Linked DNA regions of Zea mays: region 2 is linked to region 1. The links are chromatin contacts, called in public Hi-C maps. All regions are on one chromosome and are shown on one strand. Each heading gives the region's core, a stretch centred on a gene start, on an enhancer-like site or on the middle of the called end of the contact. The rest is flanking DNA. Distances are from core to core; before and after follow the strand shown.

Region 1 (5,935 bases), core at 3,224-5,723:
AAAATATTATTCCAGGGGTCTATTTGTGATAACTGAGGACCTATGTGTAATTTTTATTATAAACTCAAGGGCCTAGTTGCAAAAAGAGGCGAGCTAGACGGTGGGTTCGGTTTTGAAAAAAAACTCATGGTTCAATCTGCAAGTTTTAGAAACTCCTCGTAATGTTTCTTGAGTTGAAAGAGACTGTGGAGCGAACCCTAACTAGCGTAGGGGCTAAATTGAAAACGCACTGTAACACCCTGAATTTGGGGAAATAAAATTTCTTTCTAATTACCTACCAAATTCAGGTGTTACTCTTCTCTCTCTCTAGTTTCTCTATCTCCTTTTTCTTTTGGATAGATTTAGCTTAATTAGTGAGGGTTTAATTATTTTATTTTGTCAAAACTATATAAGTCATTAAATGATGCATCATGCTGAGCTCCAAATGTTCTTTGAATTGTTGCACATGTTTGATTTAGTTTGAATTTGAAATAGGGTTTGAATTTGAATTGAAAACCCTAGAGAAAATAAATAGAAAAAACATTAGAAATTCCCTAGAAAATGGAAATTCCCATTTTAGCCCAAGTTGGCCCAGCAGGCCTAGCCCCGCGCGCCCTCAGCTCCTGGCAGGCGGACCCTGCCTGTCGGCGCCAGCCCACACGCCCCTTCTCTCCCTCTCAATGCTCTTTGGGGCAGGCCTGTCGGCACCGATCCCCTCGCGCACGCGCTCATCCTCTCTCTGCCCTGTGGACCCCACCTATCAGACCCCATCCCTAACCTCCCGCCCACACCCCCGCCGTGGACTCACCCACGTCCGCGCAATCCCCGGCCACCTCCGCACGCCCTCGCCTTTTTAGAGCCCGCACCCCGCTCGCCCACTCCCCCCCTCTCATTTGCGCCCTCAACCCAGCACTCTCGCCCTCTCTCTCCCCCAGCGCGCGCACCCAGACAGTTCCGCCGCGGCTCACTGACGTCTACCGCGTCTGTTGCCCCGGTAAGCTCTGCCCTATCACCTGCCACCTGGAACGCCCCTCGGTTCGCCCCCAACCCCTCTGGTTCGCCCGGTCCATGCTCACCGGAGTTCTTCCTGTGCAGCCGGAGCTCCGCCACCGTCGCCCCGAGGCGTCCCTGCGCCTCCGCCGTTGCTCCGGGACTCCAGTGTTTCCTCTCGAGGTAAGCAACCCAAACTCGCCCCTATTTTTTCCATTGATTGCCCTCGGTCATGCGCGATTGCTCGCCGGAGTAGTGTTGCGCCACCGCCGAGCCGCCTCGCTGTGAACCACCCCCTCGAGCGCCTTTGTGCCAGTGCTATGCCCCTAGCCGAGTTCGCTGCACTCCCCTAAATTCCCCGAGCCCTTCCCGGTGTCCCAGCGGGCCCCAGCGCGCTCGCGCTCTCGTCTCCGGTGGACCTCCGCCGTGGATGCGAGCGACGCCACCGCTGGTGGCCGATGGACCTGGCCGTTAGATCCCAGGCGTCCGTCTGAGATCGGGCGACCCGGATCTAATCAAACCTTATCTAATACTAACCGTCCAATTCGCACCCGACCGCTCGGATTCGCTCCCTCACCTGCGCTCTGCCCCTGGGCCCGACTAGTCAGCCCGCCTCCCTCCTCGGTCGCTGTCACCCCGAGCCCACCTGTCAGCGCTCGCTACGCGTCCGTGCTCGCGCGCTCGACTGCGGGATCTAAACTCGGCCGTCCGCTTGTGATCGTGCGGTCCAGATTACCCGATACCCCTTCGTGTGGCAGTTTTGCGTAAGAGACCCTTGGGGTTCCGAGAATCAACCCGCCGTCCTGAGTTTTAGCGTGCAAGCCCTGGCTTCTTTTAAACAGACCCCTAACCTTTTAAATAATCATAGAATTGGGCTTAGTTTCATATTTTAAACTTCAAAACTTGTTTATTTCATATATTTTTCATATGAACTCCAAATTTAGTGATTCAAATTGCAAAATGTTCCTAGAAATATTCTCTGTCCATATAAATTATGATCATCCACATCTTGTGTACTTTAATTTTATGCTTAGACTAAAGGTTAAGTTTAATTAAAATGTATTTGTTTAGTAAAATAAATAAAAAGGAAAATGCTAATGGTACTTATAGGTTTAATGTTGTGAGATTAATAAAATGTTGTGTATGAATTGATCCCTGGTATAATTTTGTGTCTCACTAATTAGTGGCACTAAACTAAATAGTCCATAATATCTAGGGAATCACTGATCTCTAATTATATTAAACCCTAACATTTTGGTCTACCCCTTTTATGTTCATAATGTCTTGTCAAACTAGTATATACTTGATTGTACATGTTTGGTTGTTGTTCATTTGTAATTTCCAAATGTATTCAATGTATGATTGCTTTATTTAGACAACGAGCAGCCCGTGGTTCCTAAGTGTGTTGCCGAAGATCTTCCTGAGCAACAACCTAGTGAAGGCAAGTGTCCTCTGACCTATTATGTCCTACAAACCTATAATTCACCATCCTTCATTACATTAATGAAACCTAAGGATTGACTAATCTGTATTTACCTTATCCTTGTTTACCTTTTGGGTTATCATGGTTAGCTTTATGCTATTGCTTTACCTTAATCAATGAACATGATGTGAATACTTATGATACAATGATGTTATCCCGATGATGTTCTTGTGATACTTTAGGGGACTCGGGTTATTTTCTGAGTACCTCTCCGTAAGGACCTGTTTGGGGAGTGACAACCCGGGACAATAGTGCAACCATGAGGGTGGAATGGGACGCCTTTAGCTGATTAATTAGAGGAACCAGAGGAGTAGTTGGCTTCGCCGTAGGGTCGTCAATGGGGTCCGAGCACAGTACTTGCTCTGCCAAGGTTGGTTGCAGAGGTTCTTGATTTGGTTTTGTTAGTCACCCTTCCTTTGGGGAGAGGTACTGTGTTTATCAAACTGGAGAAACCTAATGGGAGGCTATGACCTTTAGGGAATCTTTGTAAAGGCTACGTAGTGAGACCCTGCTAGGTCACCTTGGTAGTGATCAATGGGGAGGCTAGAACCCTGGGCAGAATGGGAATCACGACTTGTGGGTAAAGTGTGCGACCTCTGCAGAGTGTTAGAAAACTGATATATCAGTCGTGCTCACGGTTAAGAGCGGCCTTGGGATCCTCTTTGATTAGAAGATCTTTGGTTACTTTTATGATGATGATTAATGATGATGGTATAAATATGGTCTCTCGTATTTCCTCTTGGAGGGAGTGCTTTTGGGTAATAATTGGGTTTATACTAAAACTTGGCTCCACTTATATTAATAAATACTTGACCAACTAAAAGCAACTGCTTAACCTTAACTCCATATACAGCTAGTCCACTTTAGCTAAACGGGACATTTGCTGAGTACGTTGATGTGTACTCACCCTTGCTTTACAAACCACCCCACCCCAGGTTGTCTCCACTGTACTCAGTGCTCAGGAGGAGATGCTGGCAACATGGAGGTCTTTGAAGAGTTTCAGGACTACGATGAGTTCTAGTTTATTCTAGTGGCAAAGCCCTAGTCAGCTGCCTGTGAAGGCCTTGTCTTCTACGTTTCATATATCCGCAATTTGATGTTAATGACTATGTTATAGACTCAGTGGATGTCTTGGACATCTTGTTGTAATAAAGTACTTTTCCGCTATTTACTTTGAGCATTGTGTGATGATGTCCAATTATGTAATCACTGTGTACGTGAGTTTCTGATCCTAGCACGTACATGGTTCGCATTCGGTTTACCTTTCAAAACCGGGTGTGACACGCACATGGCCGACTCATGTGGATACATGCGAGCCATTGGATCCTAAGTCAGTGGCACTGATTAAAACAAGTTAACCGTTACATTACGATCTATTCATGACTATCCATCTCTAGATCATCGACCATCACATCTCCTCTTGCCCCAACGACAACCAGGGTGGCTGTGCCTCGCCGGCGAGCGACGTGTCGACGCTCCGGTGATCAAAATCGCATGCATGCTTGATCAAAGTTGCGAACATTGTAGAGTGTGTCTCATTGTGACTAGAGTGGCGACTAGGCCTTGCGACAGTGCTCGACAACTCCACCGTGGTCGCCAAACTCCAATGAAGAATCTTGCAGCCTCTAGCTGATCACACACGCTCAATTAACGACACTCGTGTCTTACATGTTCTGTCGAGTCCCTTAAACTACATGTCGAGCGTGGACGCTACGTACTTTGAGTACGGTAGTACGGCGGTGCTCGGGATCTCTCTCTCGACTTGAGCTAGTGCAGCGACTTTCGATTTCAAGGGCCACAATCTTGATGGATTTGAGGGGGTCATAGGCGGCCAGTATATATAACATGGGGGTTGAATCTAGACCAAAGAAAGGCTCGGTCGAGGCAGGAGAAGTCCGAGCGGACATCGGTGTTCTATGTCCGAAGCTGACTTGGGGGTAGGGAACGGAACTGGCGGAGTGGGCCCACATATCATAGGCATTGGCTGAACGCGTGGCAGGCGGGCGCCACTCCAAAACGAACACGACTTTCTATTTTACGCCAACGTGGTGGTTCAGGCGTGGGTTTGGGCCAAGTCCGGGCTCACTCGGGTGCCACACCGACGAGTAGAAAGCTGATTCAAGGAGTGAATCTGGCATGCGGTGCGTGGAGTTTCTGTTTTTCTTCTTCGTCTCTTTTTTGTTTTTCTTTTATTTTCTATTTTTCCTTTTCTATTTCAATCTCAAATTTTAGATTTAAATCTGAATTGAATTTTAAAATCCAAGTCAATATGCATCTATAAAAAACAACATGCAATACGAAGTAGAATTTTTATATTTATTTTATTTATCTTATTTTTGTCTTATCATTTATTTTGAGAAAAATATATTTAGATGCACAAAGTATCTCCTCACCAAATAATTCATTTGGAGAGTTTTATTTAAATTTCAAACAAGGAAATTTGGGTATTACATAAGCAGCCCACCCTGAGATTTGTGACTGAAGGGGTGGGGCTTGGGTTACCGTGAACTCTAATTTTTACACTATAAAATTTAAAGAAACGGTTTAAGCTAGGATCGAGCTATATTTCTATTTATTTTTAAACTAAAATTAATTTAGGACCTAACCAATTATAAAGAAATGTCTGGATATTTAGATAATGATCCATTATCATCCTTAGATGGGGGTGTAGTAGTGCAGCCTTTGTTGATTTCCCTTTTGGGTGGTGTGCTGAGCTAGGCAGCCTGACGCACTGACCAAAGGATTGTGGATTCATGAACCGTGACCAAAATCCTAACAGAAACCCGAACAGTAATTACACTCTTGAGATACATACTTTATTAGTGGATTGACCGGATTTATACAGAGGCTTAAGTATAAGGACCGAAATTGTATTTTACTCTTTTATATACAATTAAATATTCCTGCATGTTAATAGCTAAAAGTTGAGCGCAAGAACAATGTTACGTTGTTGCTGCCTTAGATTTGTTCGCTGATGAAACCAACCAAAATGTCCAATAAACAAATACCATGCGCTTCAGGACAAACGGACCGTGCTCGATCCCGAGAGTCCACAAGTGCTTGCATATAGCATGGCCACACGCAAAGGAGATAGTGATTGATATTAATAACCGGCGGTTGCTTGCTCGCTCTGCGTGACATGAACTCGCGCATTCAGCCTCGTGTAATCATGAGGATAGGGTTCGTCTTAATGTATTTAATTTGGTGCCCTGTATTCAGACAGCTTTGCCTTAACTCGCATGCATGCTTGCTGAAATAGCGTCCTTCAGATTAAGCAAGCAACCCATGGGTCATCAGTAGCTCGTCAAACTAGATAAATAGCCGAACTCGTGCGAGTTCATATAATATAAGTAATTAAATTGTATACCTCTTTATATCAACTTAAGCTTTTGATTTGAATTGGTAGTGCATGCAGTTTAATATGGTATCCGATCACGATTAAGATGGCTGGCACTTCACCGGCGTTGTCTTGGCTCCCGCGGC
Region 2 (5,824 bases), core at 116-2,615, 79 kb before region 1:
AATTTGTTACAAAGAAACAAATTAATATTGTGAGGGGCTACTGTTGGGGGCCTTCCTCTTTCGAAGGTCCACAAAAACATGACTAACCATCTGCTTTCAGCATAACATGGATTATTACAGGGAGCTTCAGCTTCAAGATGGAAGTTTTCTCCCAGGGCAAAGGTGTACTAGACGAATATATAGCCTGAAGATGATAAGAATGAACGCTGAAGCTATAGTCGAAGAGTAACATCTTCGGCTTAAGACGGTGATGAAGATCAAACATGATGCTAGCCCGAAGGGAAAAAGACTAGCCAGTCTCTAATGATTTATGTTATAGTTATGAGTAAATGTTGAGGACACAAATGTACTTTTACTCGGGCTGTGTCCCGTGCCTATAAATAGATGAACAATAGCACCGTACTGTTCACGCTGGATTATAATCGTTCTCGCGTCAGCACCTTCAAACAAGCCGAAGATATCAATGTAATGTACATTTTGTTAATGTTCACGTGTACATTATTAAATACATATGTGAATGAGCCAACGATTTACATTCATTATCTTTGTATATTCTTATTCATTCATTAAGTGACGAAGGCATGTCCTTCATGACCTTCGTCTGAAGATCATTATATCCAAGGGGAGATAATGCTTCGAAGGACGAAGGTCTTTTAATCCTTAACAAATGTGTTGCCTTGTTCTTAATTCACATCATTTGAGAACAAGTGACCAACAAGTACAATCTATATTGTAAAACATTGTTTTACATGATTATATACACGATCTGCTAGAAACTACCTAACAAAAATGTAAAACAGAAAAACTAAGGCTAAGAGAAAGCAAAAGGTTCTATCACAATCAAGAATTATATTTTTGTTTTAGAATTTCGAAAAACCATTTTATTGATCAAAGTTTGACATTTATGTAACATTTTCGGTGTACATAATGCTTTGGTGCACATCCGGTGTACATAAACTAACAAAATTCACAAAAAATCTGAAAAAATCATACATATTCTTTCTATCCTACCTCTATTATATACAAAATTTCATTTTTAAATTCATTATGCTTTAACTGTAAAAAAAGATAAACTTTCTGACAATTTTAAATTAGAAAATAGCCTAAAAAGTTTTTTACAGCTAAAATATATTGAATTTGAACTTGAAATTTTGTATATAATAGAAATAAAGCAAAAAAAATATGTATGAATTTTTTAAGAATGTTTTGTGAACTTTGTTAATTTATATGCATTATATATACACCAAATCATTATGTAGACCAGATATGTTCTCTTGTGTTGGGACCCTTGTTCCTGTCTCGGCGGCGTCTTCTTCTTTACTCCCGGTTTCCCTCCCTCGTCGCCGTCCATCTGCTATCTCAGGCGCTCAGCCAACTGACTCCACTGACCCCCAACTCCGCTGCCGACTGCCGAGCCCGGACTGGCTGACTGGGTGCGCGCGGCGCGGTGGTGCATCAGCAGCCCGCGCGGCGCCAAAACACACAAACTGCTCCCTCCCTCCATCCTATCCCCCCACGCTGGGTCGCCCGATCTGCATGCGCACGGCGGCTTCCTCTTGGCGTTTCTAGATGGGCTCCTCCTCCGTCCTCCTCTTCCCCTCGTCCTCCTCCGCCGCACCCTCCGCCCCCCATTCCTTTCCCCACTCTCATGCCACCGCCATCGCCTCCTCCCACTCCTTATTGCCGCCGCTGCCCTGCTCCAACCCCCCGCCTCCTCTTTCCTCGCAAGACCACGTCCTCATCCACTACATCCACCAGCTAGACGAGCAAGAAGCCGCCACCATGGTCCGCAAGCGCCCCGCGCCCGACATGGACCTCCCGCCGCCGCGCCGTCACGTCACGGGCGACCTCTCCGACGTTACGGCCGCAGCCGCCGCCGGTGGTGGTCCTGGCGCGCCGTCCTCCGCTAGCGCGCAGCTACCCGCGCTGCCCACCCAGCTCCACCAGCTGCCCCCCGCGTTCCAGCACCACGCGGCGGAGGTGGACGTGCCCCCGCAACCGCACCCGCCGGCCCATTCGCAGGCGGGCGGCGAGGCGCCCGCGTCCACGACCGCGTGGGTGGACGGCATCATCCGCGACATCATCGGGAGCAGCGGCGGCGGCGCTGTCTCCATCACGCAGCTCATCCACAACGTCCGCGAGATCATCCACCCCTGCAACCCAGGCCTCGCGTCCCTCCTCGAGCTCCGCCTCCGTTCCCTTCTCGCCGCCGACCCCGCCCCGCTGCCGCAGCAGCAGCGCGCTCTCCTGCACGGCGCTCCGGCCGCCGCCGCGGGGCTGGCGCTCCCTCTCCCGCCACCGCTTCCTGACAAGCGCCGCCACGAGCCTGCGCCGCGGTGCCAGCAGCAACAGCAGGAGGAGCCGCATCCGGCGCCGCAGTCGCCCAAGGTCCCGACCGCCGAGGAGACCGCCGCGGCCTCGGCCGCCGCGGCCAAGGAGCGGAAGGAGGTGCAGCGGCGGAAGCAGCGCGACGAGGAGGGCCTCCACCTGCTGACGCTGCTGCTGCAGTGCGCGGAGGCCGTGAACGCGGACAACCTCGACGACGCGCACCAGACGCTGCTGGAGATCGCGGAGCTGGCCACGCCGTTCGGCACCTCGACGCAGCGCGTGGCCGCCTACTTCGCCGAGGCCATGTCGGCGCGCGTCGTCAGCTCCTGCCTAGGCCTGTACGCGCCGCTGCCGCCGGGCTCCCCCGCCGCGGCGCGCCTCCACGGCCGCGTGGCCGCCGCGTTCCAGGTGTTCAACGGCATCAGCCCCTTCGTCAAGTTCTCGCACTTCACCGCCAACCAGGCCATCCAGGAGGCGTTCGAGCGGGAGGAGCGCGTGCACATCATCGACCTCGACATCATGCAGGGCCTGCAGTGGCCGGGCCTCTTCCACATCCTCGCCTCCCGCCCCGGCGGCCCGCCCAGGGTCAGGCTCACCGGCCTGGGGGCGTCCATGGAGGCGCTCGAGGCGACGGGGAAGCGCCTCTCCGACTTCGCCGACACGCTCGGCCTGCCCTTCGAGTTCTGCGCCGTCGACGAGAAGGTCGGCAACGTTGACCCGCAGAAGCTGGGCGTCACGCGGCGGGAGGCCGTCGCCGTCCACTGGCTGCACCACTCGCTTTACGACGTGACCGGCTCCGACTCCAACACGCTCCGGCTCATCCAAAGGTCCTCCATTTTCCTTCTCTGCCTTTCTTCCATGTCAAATCTTGATGCAATCATGACCACTTTTCAGCTGCTAACACTCGTATGACATTGGGTAATGTGAGCCTTACGGCAAGCATCAAGTGGTGGTAGTAGATCCAGTACAGCTATTCTAAAATATTCTTCGGACGTTTCCTGCTCATAGTAAAAAAATCGCGTTTTCAAGCTCAAAAAGCGATTTCTTCAGAGGTTTGCTGTTGAGCGCTATTTTGGAAACCCCATTTTCTCAATTAATTTTTAGTTTTTAAAGAAAAATTAGTTCATTTTTTCTCTTGTGAAATGGAGTCCCAAACTAACCCTAATATTAAAAAAAAAATCGCGTTTTGGAGCTCAAAACGCTCGTTGTTATGACCAACCAGCTTTATAGGTTTAAAAAGGTTGAATCTTGACAATGCTTTTAAAAAGGTTGAATCTTGACAATTCTTTTGAAAAGGTTGAATCTTGACAATGCTTTTGAGATGATACTGTAGTGTAGTCTGTAGTGGAGCATCCTCCATGGTCTTTGGTGATCCCACCGAACCACAAAAGATAGATTTCGCTTGCATTTGGTGTGTGGATCACTAGGAGGGAGCTGAAAGTTTATCATCATGGCCAACTTTCCATGCCAAAAGGTTTCTGGTTCCAAGTGCCAGGACGACCATGGTTACTGACTGAATGGAACAACTGCCATCTTCTACTACTAATCATCATTTGTTAACACGCTACAACTCGATCATCATCATGACCATCATCAGGAAGCTACACTCAGAAAGGCTTGTCAAAGGCTAGTCTTTTCTCCAATGGCTGACATGCCAGATTGCCAGCAGCACACATATGCATATCTCATCTGAAGCATGAGATAAACATGTACCCTGAACTGCAATGCCCTTGATTTGATGTATCATTAAAAACGCTAGCATTGTCGTTCTGGTACAGTGGCATTGCCACCAGCGATTACAGAACCGAATGGTTGTCACAAAACGCACATCCTGACTGACTGACGGCTCCCGCTGTTGGGGTTGGACCACGGGGACTGTTGATCGATTCCTTCCTTCCTTCCGTCCGTCCGTCCACCTGCAGGCTGGCCCCCAAGGTGGTGACGATGGTGGAGCAGGACCTGAGCCAGTCGGGGTCGTTCCTGGCGCGCTTCGTGGACGCCATCCACTACTACTCGGCGCTGTTCGACTCGCTGGACGCGAGCTACGGCGAGGACAGCCCCGAGCGGCACGTGGTGGAGCAGCAGCTGCTGGCGCGGGAGATCCGCAACGTGCTGGCCGTGGGCGGGCCGGCCCGCGCCGGCGCCGGCGGCGCCAGGTTCGGCAGCTGGCGCGAAGAGCTCGCGCGGTCTGGGTTCCGCGCCGCCTCGCTCGCCGGCGGCGCCGCCGCGCAGGCGTCGCTGCTGCTCGGCATGTTCCCCTCCGACGGGTACACGCTGGTGGAGGAGAAGGGCGCGCTCAGGCTCGGGTGGAAGGACCTCTGCCTGCTCACCGCGTCGGCGTGGCGGCCCGTCCAGACGCCGCCGTGCCGTTGAGAGCTGAAATCGTTGTTGGTTACCCAGCCAGTGGTAGATCTTCTTCGTACTATACTCCTGCTTGAGTTTCTTGTGCCACTTCTTTTGCATCTGTAGCTAGCTAGCTGGCTGCTCGATTTGGTCGTCAGTTCCGAGATGGGAAAACGAAAACATCTCTTCTCGTCACTAATCGCTAGATCCATTCACAGTGATAGTTACTGATGTAAGCCTACTAATTAGTTTAATGGCAGATCAACCTTGTTTAGCCTAATTAGTTACTTGGTACTACTGTTCTTTATTTGGTGGAGTTCCACCATTTCATATGTGGGCATGAGCTGAGGTCAAGGCTGTCTACAACAGCTATTCTATTTTAGCTCGTATCATATCTTCTATTTTAATTTAAACGCTGCATTCTACAGTATAAAACAATCTACAACAATATCTTATATTTTAAACGCTGCATTCTACAATATATACGGTCTACTGCCTAGCTTCAATTGTTGCGTCTTGACACTCTGACCACTGGTCAGTCATGCTGCACGTCCCATAAAGTGATGAGTGTATGGGGACGTATTTTGTCAGTTCACCCGCGGTGCCCGTCAAGCCATCTCACTTGCCTACTTGGTTAGGCTGTCTTTGGTGATGTATAAAATAGAGGAACGTGGTATTATAGATAATATTATTTAACACTAGTTTTAAACTTAAGTTTAGAGAATAAGATAAGTGATGGAACATAAGAGCTGTTAGAGACCGTCATAGGCTAGTCATAGCACAACCATCGATCCGTGCATTATCTATGCCATCCATTTGCTGGACTCTTTCGTCTAAAGCAGATTTGTTATCGCATCATCTATTTTAAACTCAACTCTATACATAGTGCAACATAAAGTACAAAATAGTAATTTATACGCCATCCATTTGCTGGACTCTTTCGTCTAAAGCAGATTCGTTATCGCATCATCTATTTTAAACTCAACTCTACACATAGTGCAACATAAAGTATAAAATAGTAATTTATACGGCCGTTTACATGACCTGTGTAGGGAGAGCAACAGATATAGCAACTCATCTCATGATCTCTCCGCATCCCTAGAGGAGAAGAGAAGACAATGCCTCTCGCTTTCTTGACATTGCCATGATGGGG

The links. A called contact is a pair of places that touch in the nucleus more often than the background predicts.
Region 2: a Hi-C map of leaf shows a contact between it and region 1, with 6 times the contacts expected there. The contact joins the promoter of LOC100274320 here to the enhancer-like site in region 1. A contact is called at or near these places in 4 of 25 Hi-C or Micro-C datasets (ear, endosperm, leaf and 1 more).

What each region holds. Positions count from the first base shown.
Region 1 is chr2:154,407,674-154,413,608 of Zm-B73-REFERENCE-NAM-5.0, reverse strand. No RefSeq gene overlaps it. Among protein-coding and RNA genes, the nearest start is that of LOC103647133, 11 kb to the right of the region's middle. Within about 2 kb of position 4,473, at least 14 of the 20 cell types and tissues checked have an H3K27ac peak or open chromatin away from gene starts, as enhancers often do. A contact at or near this core is called in ear, leaf and tassel, where this site is marked.
Region 2 is chr2:154,484,131-154,489,954 of Zm-B73-REFERENCE-NAM-5.0, reverse strand. LOC100274320 reads left to right here and starts at 1,365. Exons shown (of 2, transcript NM_001349939.1): 1 at 1,365-3,155; 2 at 4,251-4,958. The coding sequence starts at 1,570. The coding sequence ends at 4,701.